Linked DNA regions of Arachis hypogaea: region 1 is linked to region 2. A link is a contact called in public Hi-C data. All regions are on one chromosome and are shown on one strand. Each heading gives the region's core, a stretch centred on a gene start, on an enhancer-like site or on the middle of the called end of the contact. The rest is flanking DNA. Distances are from core to core; before and after follow the strand shown.

Region 1 (6,219 bases), core at 2,494-4,993, 230 kb after region 2:
CCGAATCATCAAGAACCTGTACAAGCATTTTCTCTTTTGGCCAATCCATGATACAAACCGCTCCAATGGATTGCTGGTAAACCTATGGTCAACAAGGTACGAATTATGATGATACCAAAAAGGAGAGTATGGTAATATAAATTAAGATATAAGATTCTCAGCTCATACAGAAAAGTCAGCACCATCCATGCTCCAATTGATAAAATCAAAACATTTCCAAGAAAGTAACTATGCCAATTGCCATCTAAAAAAAGGACAATCTTATCTAATTCACTTTGCATTACAAATCAAGACATAAAAGGTAAGACCAGCCAACTCAGAAGTTATAGGTGTTCATGAAACCAAATACGCCTTGTATGCAGGAGAAATTTTTTTTTTCTTCCCTCTATGTATGTTTGTGTTGTATGTGAAGAAGAAGATTATCTGAAACCTGAGTAGGATCATGCTTGAGGCTGTCACCAAGTAGAATCTCAGGAAAGTATATAGACAGTCATACCCTTGAGCAGAGCGTCTGGCATTTGATTTGGGGAACTTGTAGGTTGCAGGACAACAATCTTATTATTATGCCAAGGTTAACTCTCTAGATTTTAAAACTAGTAGGTCTAATAAATCAAACTTTAGATATTTTGTGATGATTAGGCTAAGAGAGCACTCCATTGCAAAACAACCCAACTTTATCCAGTTAAGGAAGGTCGTCTACATAAATCAAACACTATCATACTGCATCAAAATCCAATTTTCCCAAAAATACTTCTAAATCAACCATCTTCTCTTCTCTACAACTATTAATTACTAGTTTCTCATTTGAACCTATGTTGGTCTTCTCATCGTATAACTAAAACACCTTTGGCAAGTCAACAAGCACACAAAACATTTTGAAACTAGACGATTCTGCTACCATTTTGTGCTTTACCTGGGCTTTACACATCCTTCTCTTTTATTTTCCTCTAAATTCAACATGGTACTGGAGCAGTACCACTATTTTTCAATTCAATCCCCGACACCCCTCTCAGTTTTGGTTTGCCCCAACTCAGCCTGTTAAAGCTTAATTACTTGGTTATAAATAACACCCTACATATAAAATCCTACCCTTCCCCATTAGAATCCGTTTCTTTTCAGAATCTCTAACAATCATATCCTTTCTTTAATTCTACAATGTTGCACATAGTTTTAGGTCACTATCTCAAACTAGCCATTCACATACATTTCCGTATTTTACTTCCATATTTTTCTAGATTTGCAGCCATTATGGAACTCAAACACACACTTTGACACCGAACCGTCAACCTTTTCTAGTTCAAATTCGTCTAGAACATCAACATTATGCAACAAGTTCCCTAACAAACATTGACTTTAGACTGATAAACCAACAATTAAAAATTCATTGTCAAATTAGAAATAGGGTAAAATCCAGTTCACCCCTGTGGTTTTTTTAGCCCTGCTCAATTTCCACACATCAGAATTTTTTACCCAAAAAAAAAAGAATCATTGTGGTATCACTAAACCACCTCATTTTTTGTTTTACACAACTGTTAAAATCAAATGCAGGTTAGCACCACAAGGCTACGCTATTCATGAGCCCTTATCATTCATTTCACCAATGAAAGAACAAAATTTAACATGCATGGTATTTTACAAAACAGTTTACATCCAATGAAGAAACAACACAAACCCAGTGAGGATTATTTCAATTTGATCCTTTGCTGGTGTACTGCTCTGTAGAATTTAAGGATTTGAAGAGACAGAGAATGCACTAACACCATTCAACAAAGTTGAACATTAATTTGAGTCAAAAGAGACGACGGATGAGGTTTACACGGGAGAGAATTGTATACAAAGACATAATTAAATCATTGATATAAATTCTATAGCTCCAGCAACAGAGCCATCCATGACTGAACACACATCGACAAATTCAAATGAAATTCACAAGAAGGTGCACAAGAATAGCTCCTAGATTGTTTCATTTATCTAATCATCCATTCAATCAACAGAACCTTATTACAAGTTAACGTTAGTATGCCAACAAATATGTGTCATATTACTCCAGACAAATGTTCTCCAACCTATAACACAAGAAACTATAATTTGGAAATGAAGCATTACTTAAGCATCTCAATAAGTTAGAAAACCAAGTTGGCACCATAAGCACAAATCACAATCAAATAAAACAAACCAGCATCAGCATTTTTAAATATCAACAAGTGCAACATTAACAAATCTAAACGACAAACAGAAGAAAAAGAATTCGTTTCGAAAGGACAATGGAACCTACATCATTCTTACCTCCCTCTCATTGCACATGGGAATCTGAATCAACACCATAGGATATTCTTCCACATTCACCTCCCTATTCTCTCCAATGCTGGCATACTCAATCGAAGCCACCGGCTTGAGCCGCCGGAACTTGATCCAAAAACACCCCAAGATCAACACAATCCTATCAACTGACTGCACAATGAACAAAAATGTGCACACATTGGCCAAACCCTGCAGTGGCGGGGCAAGGTACTCGGCCCGAATCTCGAGCCATCTGGCGTAAACAACTCCCACCATCCCCAGCACCTCGGCGGACCCAACCACCGGAGGGCTGAAATGCCATCCTTTAAAGTATGCTAACAATTCAAACCCTAATAAGAGGATCACCACAATTAGGAACGCCCTGATCGCCCGGTAGAGCCGCGACGAGGAATCGGACCGCGATCCGGCCGAGGAGATCCGGCGGTTGGCTGTCCGGACGAGATGAACGGCGCCGTTCGATATCCACGCAAGAAACGCGCCAACCTGCTGGAATTTCAGCCTCACAACCCATGACAGCTGGCGTGCGCTCCGTGCCCGGTCCTTCTCCACCAATGGATCGGAGGAACGAGCTTTTCCGCCGCGTCCGCCGCCTCCACCACCACCCTTGACATCGCCGCCTCCCTGGATGTCGACGGAAAGAAAAGGAGCTGATTCCGCATGGTGCTCCTTGTCTTGGAAAAGGTCTACGTTGTTCTTTTCTCTCTGCTTGTTCCACCATTCCTGAAACTCATAGTTTGGTGCACGAGACATAGGAAGAGTAACAATAACCGAAAAAAAAAAAAAGAAACAATGAATGAGGAATAAATGGTGAGAAAAAAAAAAAACGAAGAGACTCGAGATCTTTTGTTTCTTCCCCTTTTTTCTCTCTTATTTTTTGGGGCTGTGTTTTGATGTTCTATTTTTTTTTTCTTTTTGGTGAAGTGTGATCCAAATTCCAAAGGCAAATGGCGAATGAAAGCTAGAAGAGTATAACTATATTTGGAAAATGTGGAACCAAAATTTTAGCCACTTGATCTTGTTTCAGCTCATTTTTTGTTTTATTGTTTTATTTTTTTTTCTTATGGCACCGACGCGGGTGTTGGCTGCAACGAGATCTGTTATTATTGAGCGGAGGACGGTGGCGCGTGAAGTGGGAGATGGGCGCGTGGGTGAAGAAGGAGTTGAATTGGATTTGGCTCGTGTGTTTGTTAACTGAAATGATGGCAGAATCATGTGAGTTCAATTAAGGGAGACCAGGGTAACCACGTTTTTATGTCGCTGTTCAGATCGCGAGACTACTATTGCTGCTACTTCTACTAGTGCTTCCTTTCCCTTTTATATCAGTTTCGGAACAGGATCAGTGTTTCACTTAACTTATCTTGGGAAAATCCACTGCCCAGTGGGGTTTCTCAGTTCTCACTTGTGTCTCTGTCATTGTGTGTGCAATTTCATTATAAAATAACGGACAAATTATTAAAATAGTACTTAAAGAAGTTATATAATTAAAGAAATAATTTTAAAAAATACCAATAATAAATAAATTTTAAAATGTGATAAAATAATTAAAAACATCAAATTTTAATATATTTATTTATTAATATGACTAGAAAAATAAAATATTCTTTATTTTTAAAACATTTTAATTTTGCTCTAAATTTTTTTGTAATTTTTGTAAAATAAAAAAGTAATAAAAATTCCCAGTTATTTGCCAAATACAACATTTGTTTTCAAATTATAAAACAAAAAGACATTTTTTTATTATTTTTGTCACGATTTTTAATTTATTTGTCGTTGGAATTTTTTTTTTTAAATTTCGTCAATGATACGGATTATTTGGTACCATTGCAATAGTTTAGCCAAAATTAAATAAATCTTCATATATGAAAATAAATTAAAAAATGAATCAAGTAGATAAAGCCAGATAATCAAAGGATTATAAGTAGTAAACTCTCCATTCCCAGAATGGGTGTCGGAGAAATTCACCAAGTGTCAAGTGTCAACAGCACACATTTTCTTAGCAGTTAGTCCCCATTTGGACCAAATGGAACAACAAAGAATAATGCTTATTTAATATATATTACAAGGCGATTGAGAGACACCGATAAAAGTTTTTAAAAAGTGCAATTTTTAGTTTTTTACCATATCCTTATGCATCTCTAACTTGATCTGCCAATATAATTAAGCGAAGTATTATCTATCAATTCAAAACATTTTGATGAAAATTACTAGTACTCATAATTTAAGAAGAAAAAAAACAAAAACAAAAGGAACATAAAAAACAAAACTAAGATAACAATACGCGTTAAGTCACACTAACGTGTTATGGCTTCATTCAGAAGGTGATGACGGTGAAAAATCACCAAGAATGGAACCAATCCCCAACAAAAACGAATAAATCCAGAATACAAGTATGAGAACAGAACAATTAGGCAGCACCCTTTCCCTTTTTCTTCTGGATTTTCTTCATGTAAAATTCAAGCTCCTTACCTTCCAAAATATAGCTGCAGCATTCAAGAAGGAATGAAACAAGTAACGGATCAAGAATCAAATTAGACAAAATTCAGTGCAACCCAAACAAGCAATATTTATATGCATTACCCGTCAGCCCTGCCACATTGACCAGGTCGAGAAGCAATGCAAGCCAGCAATCTCCCACCACCAAACTGCTCTTCAATATGGGGATCAAGCTTACGATCTTTCTGACGTTTCTCGATTTTTCTCTGCACATGGTTGCTTTTCTTGGCTTCCTCCGCAGGGGTCTCACCTTCCTGCAAATGAGACATCAATGAATAATAAGAAACACATCAGCCTCTGCACAGCACTCTTATTTATGTTGCATTTTGTGCATTCGATCTAATGGAAAATGAAAACCAAAATTCTAAAATGCAAAAATTAGAGTATAAGAAAATCACATTCTAAGGGGTGAAAAGCACGATGAAAATTTAATAAAAAACACAAGTCAAATTTAAAATAAATGCTACTAATAGATTTTCATAAATTATATGCAAAGCATCAAACAAAAACAAATATATCATATTGTCACTGTTCAGGCACTGTTAGATGTGACAAACATAAACCAATGCATGAGTGGTTACTTAAAATCTTGAGATATTCATGAGTAATGACCAATATTATTTGTATGACAAACAATGCAAGAAGAACACCCAAGTTCAACATAGAAAGGATAAAATAAACTAATCAATTGGACTTCAGTATACAAATATTGTATGAATATCATTATGCTTACAGCTTAGTTTATAGGATTTTGTTAAAAAAGAAATATCACTTTCCCTAATTTCCTATATTGTTTGAGTTAAATTCTCAGGAGTAATAAAAATAATATCTCCATTTTTGTTTCTTTAAGGAGCAACTAGAAGTTGGTTAATTATTTTCAAAAGGCTAATTCCTTTACATTGATTATGAAGACAGGATAAAACGTGACGAAAGCTTATCATACTAAAACAAATCAAAGAGAAAAGATCAGAAGGCTTCACCTCAGCATCCTTCTTGGCAGCAGCCGTTTTCTTCTTCCTGCCAATATCAACACCATAATGCTGAAGGTACCACTGCTTGAATGGGGCAGCATCAACCTGAACAATGGCACTCTTGACAAGAGTCTGAGTTCGCACGAGCTCATTGTTTGAGGCATTGTAAACAACATCAAGAATACGAGTCTTGCGAGTCACAGCTTCACTTCCCCATGAATAGTTTCCGGTATCCAACCTCAATGCCCTCCACTTCACATTGCCACCTCTAACACGAATCCTCCTGACCGTCTTATTGCTCGATAGCTTAGTGTTGGCTGGCTGGCGTCCAAGCTCATACCTATGTTAAATCATAAAAGTATCTTCTTCATAAAGATTATTTAGGACTCATATATATATATATATATATATATATATATATATATATATATATATAGGCCAGTTTATCAAGAAA
Region 2 (5,642 bases), core at 2,132-4,631:
GAGATATCTTTTACCCTCTTTAAAATTATAACAACTCATCGGTGTCTTGTTTCTCCTGCATGTGTGACTGGATTTTATTTTTTTGTTTTTTCTTATTGTGTGATGTCTGGTTTAAGATTTGGTTATCCCCTAGTTTAGTCAGGGTATGACTAGCCTTGTTTAGGTTTGGTCTTTTATTTATTTGTGTGTAGCCTTTTCTCTTAAAAGTTAGTTCAGCATAGAACTATCCAAAAAAAAAACCTATGAACGTATATCAAAACTCACGACTCTTATGACAAATCCATGAAATTAATTATTTAATCATCATCATATTCGATAGTTGATCATTTAATAATAACAATAGCAAGAACGATAATAATAATAAAAATGAAATACTCGTCAATATAATTTGTAGTATTAGTACAGAGATAATATTCAATTTGGTTCTTAAATTTGTACGCAAGTTTAAATTTAGTCTCTGAAATTTTAATTACTTCTATTTAGTCTCCAAATTTTGCGAGTGTGACTCATGTTAGTTCCTAGAATAATCTTTGACGCATAGACTTTAATAGAATGCTAACGTGGCAGCCGGATGCCATGTTGAACTCTTTAAAACAACGTCGTTTTTGTTTTGGCACTCAAATAGTTAAAAAATAATATCGTAAGTGGTGTTTATTGAAAAATTTTCTCTCAAAATAAGTGATCCAACGTTGTTTTTGGGCTATTTGAGCGCCAAAATAAAAACAACATCGTTTTACAAGTCCTAGCGTGATATTTGGCTGTCTATATCGGCGCTCTAATAACGTTTGTGTGCAAAAAATTATTCCAAAGACTAATGTGAATTTATAAAATCTGGGGACTAAATAAAGGTAGTTAAAAATTTAAAAACTAAATTAAAATTTGTGTATATATTCAAAGATCAATTTAAGTATTAACTCATTAGTATATGTTTATGGAAATTTTTTTTTTACCACCGCTAAAAATAAATTAGTGACTGCTAAAAATATTATTTTAATAGTCAATAACTCAATGTGAAATGATGAATACATTAAGTCTAATTCAATAGAATATAAGATGAATTTAGATTATTTAGAGTAAAAACATTAATTATTATTAATTTATCATTTTTATAAAATATGTATTTTATTATCTTAATTTAAAAATAATCAACTTCTCACTTTATTAATTTATCAAATTTTTTACTTTAAATTATTTTGATCCATATAAGAGTTTGTTTTCTAATAATACTTTTTAAGGTTAGTAATTGAAAAAAAAGTTTTATAAAAAGTATAAAATTTATATATTATTAAAATTGTTATTAATACTAAATGTAAACTACTAAAATGGTACTCAAAGTTTATATCATTAATAAAAAAAATCTTAAAAAATAGTAATTACAAATAAACTTTCGAAAAATTTAAAAACGTGACAAAAAATTATATATTAAATATATATTCTAAAAAAGACTTTAAAAATTAGCTTTTGATGTAAATTTTACAATCATTATTAAAAAAATAAAATCTTCTTTTAAAATTTGATAATTTTATGCCAAGTAATTTTTTTAATTTTTATTGTGAATTAATTATCACATTTTTTCAAAAAATAAAAAAAGAAAAATTTTGAGATCAAATTTTGTTTCGAAATTTTTGTATGTACTTTTTAAATATTTATTCAAATGTTGGCACAAAAATTCATATCAATTAGTTATACCATTTGTTAAATACAAAATTTTTTCACTTGCAAAAAATATAATAATTATCAGTTATTTTTGTCATATTTTAAAATTATTTAAAAGATATTTAGTCGATAACATTTTTTAAAAATATTTTTATCCGTGATTAAATTTTTTATATATCAAATTAGTAGTTAACCTTACATAATTTATTTTTCTTATGGACAGTGTGTTGGTGTTTTGGCCAAATATTGGGGAGTGGGGTGTTTTGTCGGTATGTGGAGGTCACGGTCAACACGCGGAGAGCGTGGTACCGCTGTGCTGCAGAAGCGTGTCAGCATCCCAGCAACACGCAGGGGGCGTGTTGGAGCAGGCATGGTAGAGTTCCGCAAATTTCCAATGTTTTGCAGCAACACAGAGTGGGCATGTTGGAAGCTGTCTGCATGCAGGAGACAACTCCTCCACCCCGGTAAGTTGCAAATCTTGCTCTATAAAAAGAGAAACCCCCCTCCCAGTATATGCATTAGAGGGTGTTAGTAGTGTTAGTATTACAGAGAAGGGTGGTGGAGCATTTTTGTTAGAGAAAAGAAGGGGGTTTTGGGGAAAGAAAGAAGAAGGGGGTTTCGGGGAAAAAGAGAGCCCCCCATACATCTTGCATTTTGCGTAGAACGTCTGTGACTCAGACTCATACACATCGTAGTCAACTCCTCTAGAGATAGTGTAACTTCTAATGGCTGCGACGACCGACTTTCTAGAATTGTATTCCATTCCAATATGGAACTTTCTGTCCTCAAGATCAGCAACGCCTACAGAAAGCAGAAATCATCGTTCATTAATCAATCCAAAGTTTAAATTAACAAAAACGTATTATTCAGTCATCACGTACCTATGTTTGCATATTCAAGAAATTCCGGTGCATGCATGGCGTCAAGATCCAACTCACGCATAAAAGGTGGCACATTTATCGGTTGACTGCTCGAGGGATGAACCACAACATTCTCCGCTGCTATCTCAACTCCCACGTCACCATCCTCATCTTCGTCGCCAACTTCATAAGTGGCTTTGAAGTCCTCTTTGTTGTTTATTCATTCCTTCGTACACTGTATATCTATCATCCTCTATATCTAAATCATTTTGTATCCCTTCTGCCTCTACAGTTTCAAACTCAACATACAGCTCAATCTGTGGCTGTCGCATCTGAGTCTACCGATGAATTTGAAACATATTCTGCATACTCGCTTCATCAGTGATTGGCATGGTATCAAACTATATTAGTCCACCAAAAATTACAAACGGATTTCGGTACAGAATTCTGCTCACTGTAATTAACATACCGTTCTCCATGCTTTGACAGAGACCGTTCTAAAACTCCATAAACGTTATGGTGCATGGAACCACAAACGAAAACAGATTCTGGCACACAAACCTCACTCTCTCATGAGTATTCTGTATTATCTCACCATTGCGATACACCACCAAGTTTGCGGTATCCTCCATTACACTACCAACATACTCAAAGAATGCTCAAAGCACACTCTCATTCGGAATAAAAATGGTACCGAGCTCGGCCTTATATAGAGAGGAGCATTCAACACGCTCCCCACGTGTTGCCTACCTCAACCAACCACGTTTTGCCACGTGTCAACACGTCCCCTGCGTGTTGACTCACCACGCCCACCACGTGCTTGAAGCTTCACCCAATCATGCGTCGCCACGTGGCGTGCTGCCTCACCATGCCCCCCACATACTGCATGGTTCATCCAACCAGTTTTCGCCACGTGTCCTCCACGCCCCCATGTAGTACCGGTAACACACCCCCTACATATTAGACCTATCATCTGACACGTCCATCCAAGTGTAAATACACTAAATTCTTCCATTTCCAGCCAAAATACCACCTTTACTCCATAACTAAATTATTTAGCCTTAACCTTAATACTAACTTTAACAAGTGACTTTTGTTAAATCCATAAATATACCCATTAAATGTCAAAGGTGTTTTTTCCCTTTTATATATCATCAATAGACAGATTGCACGCATTAGCTAGGTAATAATGAGCATATATAAATAATTATCAGCGGCATAAAAGAACATTATCCTTTTGGGGAAAAAAAAAAAAGGAAAAGTTATCCTTTCAATTTTCAGGCTCTGGTTTGATCCTTCATAAACTTTATGTCTTTTCATGGCCGTTCAATAAGATAAACTCCATCTTTGTGTACGACAGCCTGTAATTACAACCCAAAGTGTTCCCATTGTTTCCAAGTAACTAAAAAAAAATTAATTAAAAGATAATATATTCAGACAATATTTTTATTTAGATGCATCAATTTTTAATTAATTAAAAACTAAAAGAAATCATTATTGTTAAAAAACAAATAGTAATTATGTAAATAGATTTTTTTAATTTTTTTCTCTATTATTATTTATAAAATATAATTTTCACTATACACTATTTAAATAAAACAAAAAAATGTAAAAAGAAATATTAAAAAGTATAAAATCACATTTGAATTATATCAATTGAAAGTATTAGACAATGTTTTTCAAGTACTATGAAGTTAGTATTGACAATAAACAAAAAGTTATTGTTTTAGATTAAATAAGATTTTAAGAATACAAAAATACATCTTTAAAAAAATTAAAGTTAAAATTGTTAAATATATAAAGTTTTTGTTATATAAGAATTTGTTATTTTTGGGTTCTTATAATAATTTTATTAACAAAAATCTATTAAAAAAAAAACCATGTTACTTGAATATTATTAAAAATCATATAGTAATGAATCATTGGAATAAAAAACTAAAAAAATTATATTCACACTAATAATATAAGTTTATAAAGAATATAAATATATAATCAAACTAAATTCACATTTATAATTATTGCGAGATCAGAACTCATCTCTTTTAATTTTAAGTCGTAAACTCCATACCACAGATTTTGAGAATTCTATCGTTGCTAATTTTTTTGGTAATGGATTTTTATTAAGTGTTTTTGTTGTTATAATTGTTGGTGTGTTTTCAATAAATATGAAGAATTCTTTTTTTAAATATCAATTCACAAATCAAAGGTTTAAAATTGTAGGAAAGAGAAAACGTAGGGTCCAATTTAAAAGTTAATGAATTTAAATTTGGGTGATGAAAACATCGAATTCTCAGTATTGTGTGAGCAGAATTTATTTTTTAAGTTTGAGCAAATCGACGAGTCGGTTTTATGGTTACAAAATTTCAAAAATCTGAAAATCTAAATCGGTGGGTCAGAATTGTGGATTTTAAAAATTTTAAATTAAGATATGTATATATGAGGATCCGATTTAATTTGTAATGTATATATAACTCGACCAGTTTTACAAGGCAAACTTTATCTTCTTTAATTCACCTTTTGCATTTTTTTTCTTCTTCTATTTCACTTTGTTATGTTTCAATTATTGTGAAGGAGAGTGAATGAGTGATCCTAGTTTAAAAAAATAGAGGATAGAGTTATACTAAAATTATATTATGATGGTTAAATTTTATTATAAATATATGAGGAAGTAAGATTTATGTGTGAGAATTCATGTGATGTTATTATTTTGAACAGTTAAAGAGTATTATTTGAGAGAGAATAAATCTTCTTTTATCAAAGACGATATTGAGTATTTTGTATTGGCATCTTGTATTAGTTTTGGTGGGTTTGTTCATTTTCAAATGAAGTATGTCACCAACAACGCGAGCATGCAAGAGATGTTTTCAATCTACTATGAAACTCGATTGCATATGTCGTTTATCGAGTTGTACATTGACTTCGAATAATCAGAAACCGATCAAAATATCGAATGGAGAGATTACAATAGTGACGGTAAAGATGAGTTTGAAAGCAATTATGAGGTTACTAATCTAAATGGAGACGATGATGAAGTTGATGACACCATGAAAGCAGATGTGGCAAAGATAATAAATGCATTAGCAAACTAACATTCATTTGAAGAGCCCTCTTTTATACGCGCGTTGA

The links. Hi-C and Micro-C count contacts between places; a contact is called where the count stands out from the background.
Region 1: a Hi-C map of leaf shows a contact between it and region 2, with 3 times the contacts expected there. The contact joins the promoter of LOC112710293 here to the enhancer-like site in region 2. A contact is called at or near these places in 2 of 8 Hi-C or Micro-C datasets (both in leaf).

The regions. Positions count from the first base shown.
Region 1 is chr9:9,861,184-9,867,402 of arahy.Tifrunner.gnm2.J5K5, forward strand. LOC112710293 (probable xyloglucan glycosyltransferase 6) reads right to left here and starts at 3,744. Exons shown (of 5, transcript XM_025762453.3): 1 at 2,287-3,744; 2 at 1-82. The coding sequence starts at 3,051. It overlaps LOC112710295 (small ribosomal subunit protein eS8), which reads right to left. Exons shown (of 5, transcript XM_025762454.3): 3 at 5,775-6,105; 4 at 4,879-5,048; 5 at 4,553-4,781. The coding sequence ends at 4,706.
Region 2 is chr9:9,631,485-9,637,126 of arahy.Tifrunner.gnm2.J5K5, forward strand. No RefSeq gene overlaps it. Among protein-coding and RNA genes, the nearest start is that of LOC112710291, 14 kb to the left of the region's middle. Within about 2 kb of position 3,382, at least 1 of the 3 cell types and tissues checked has open chromatin away from gene starts, as enhancers often do.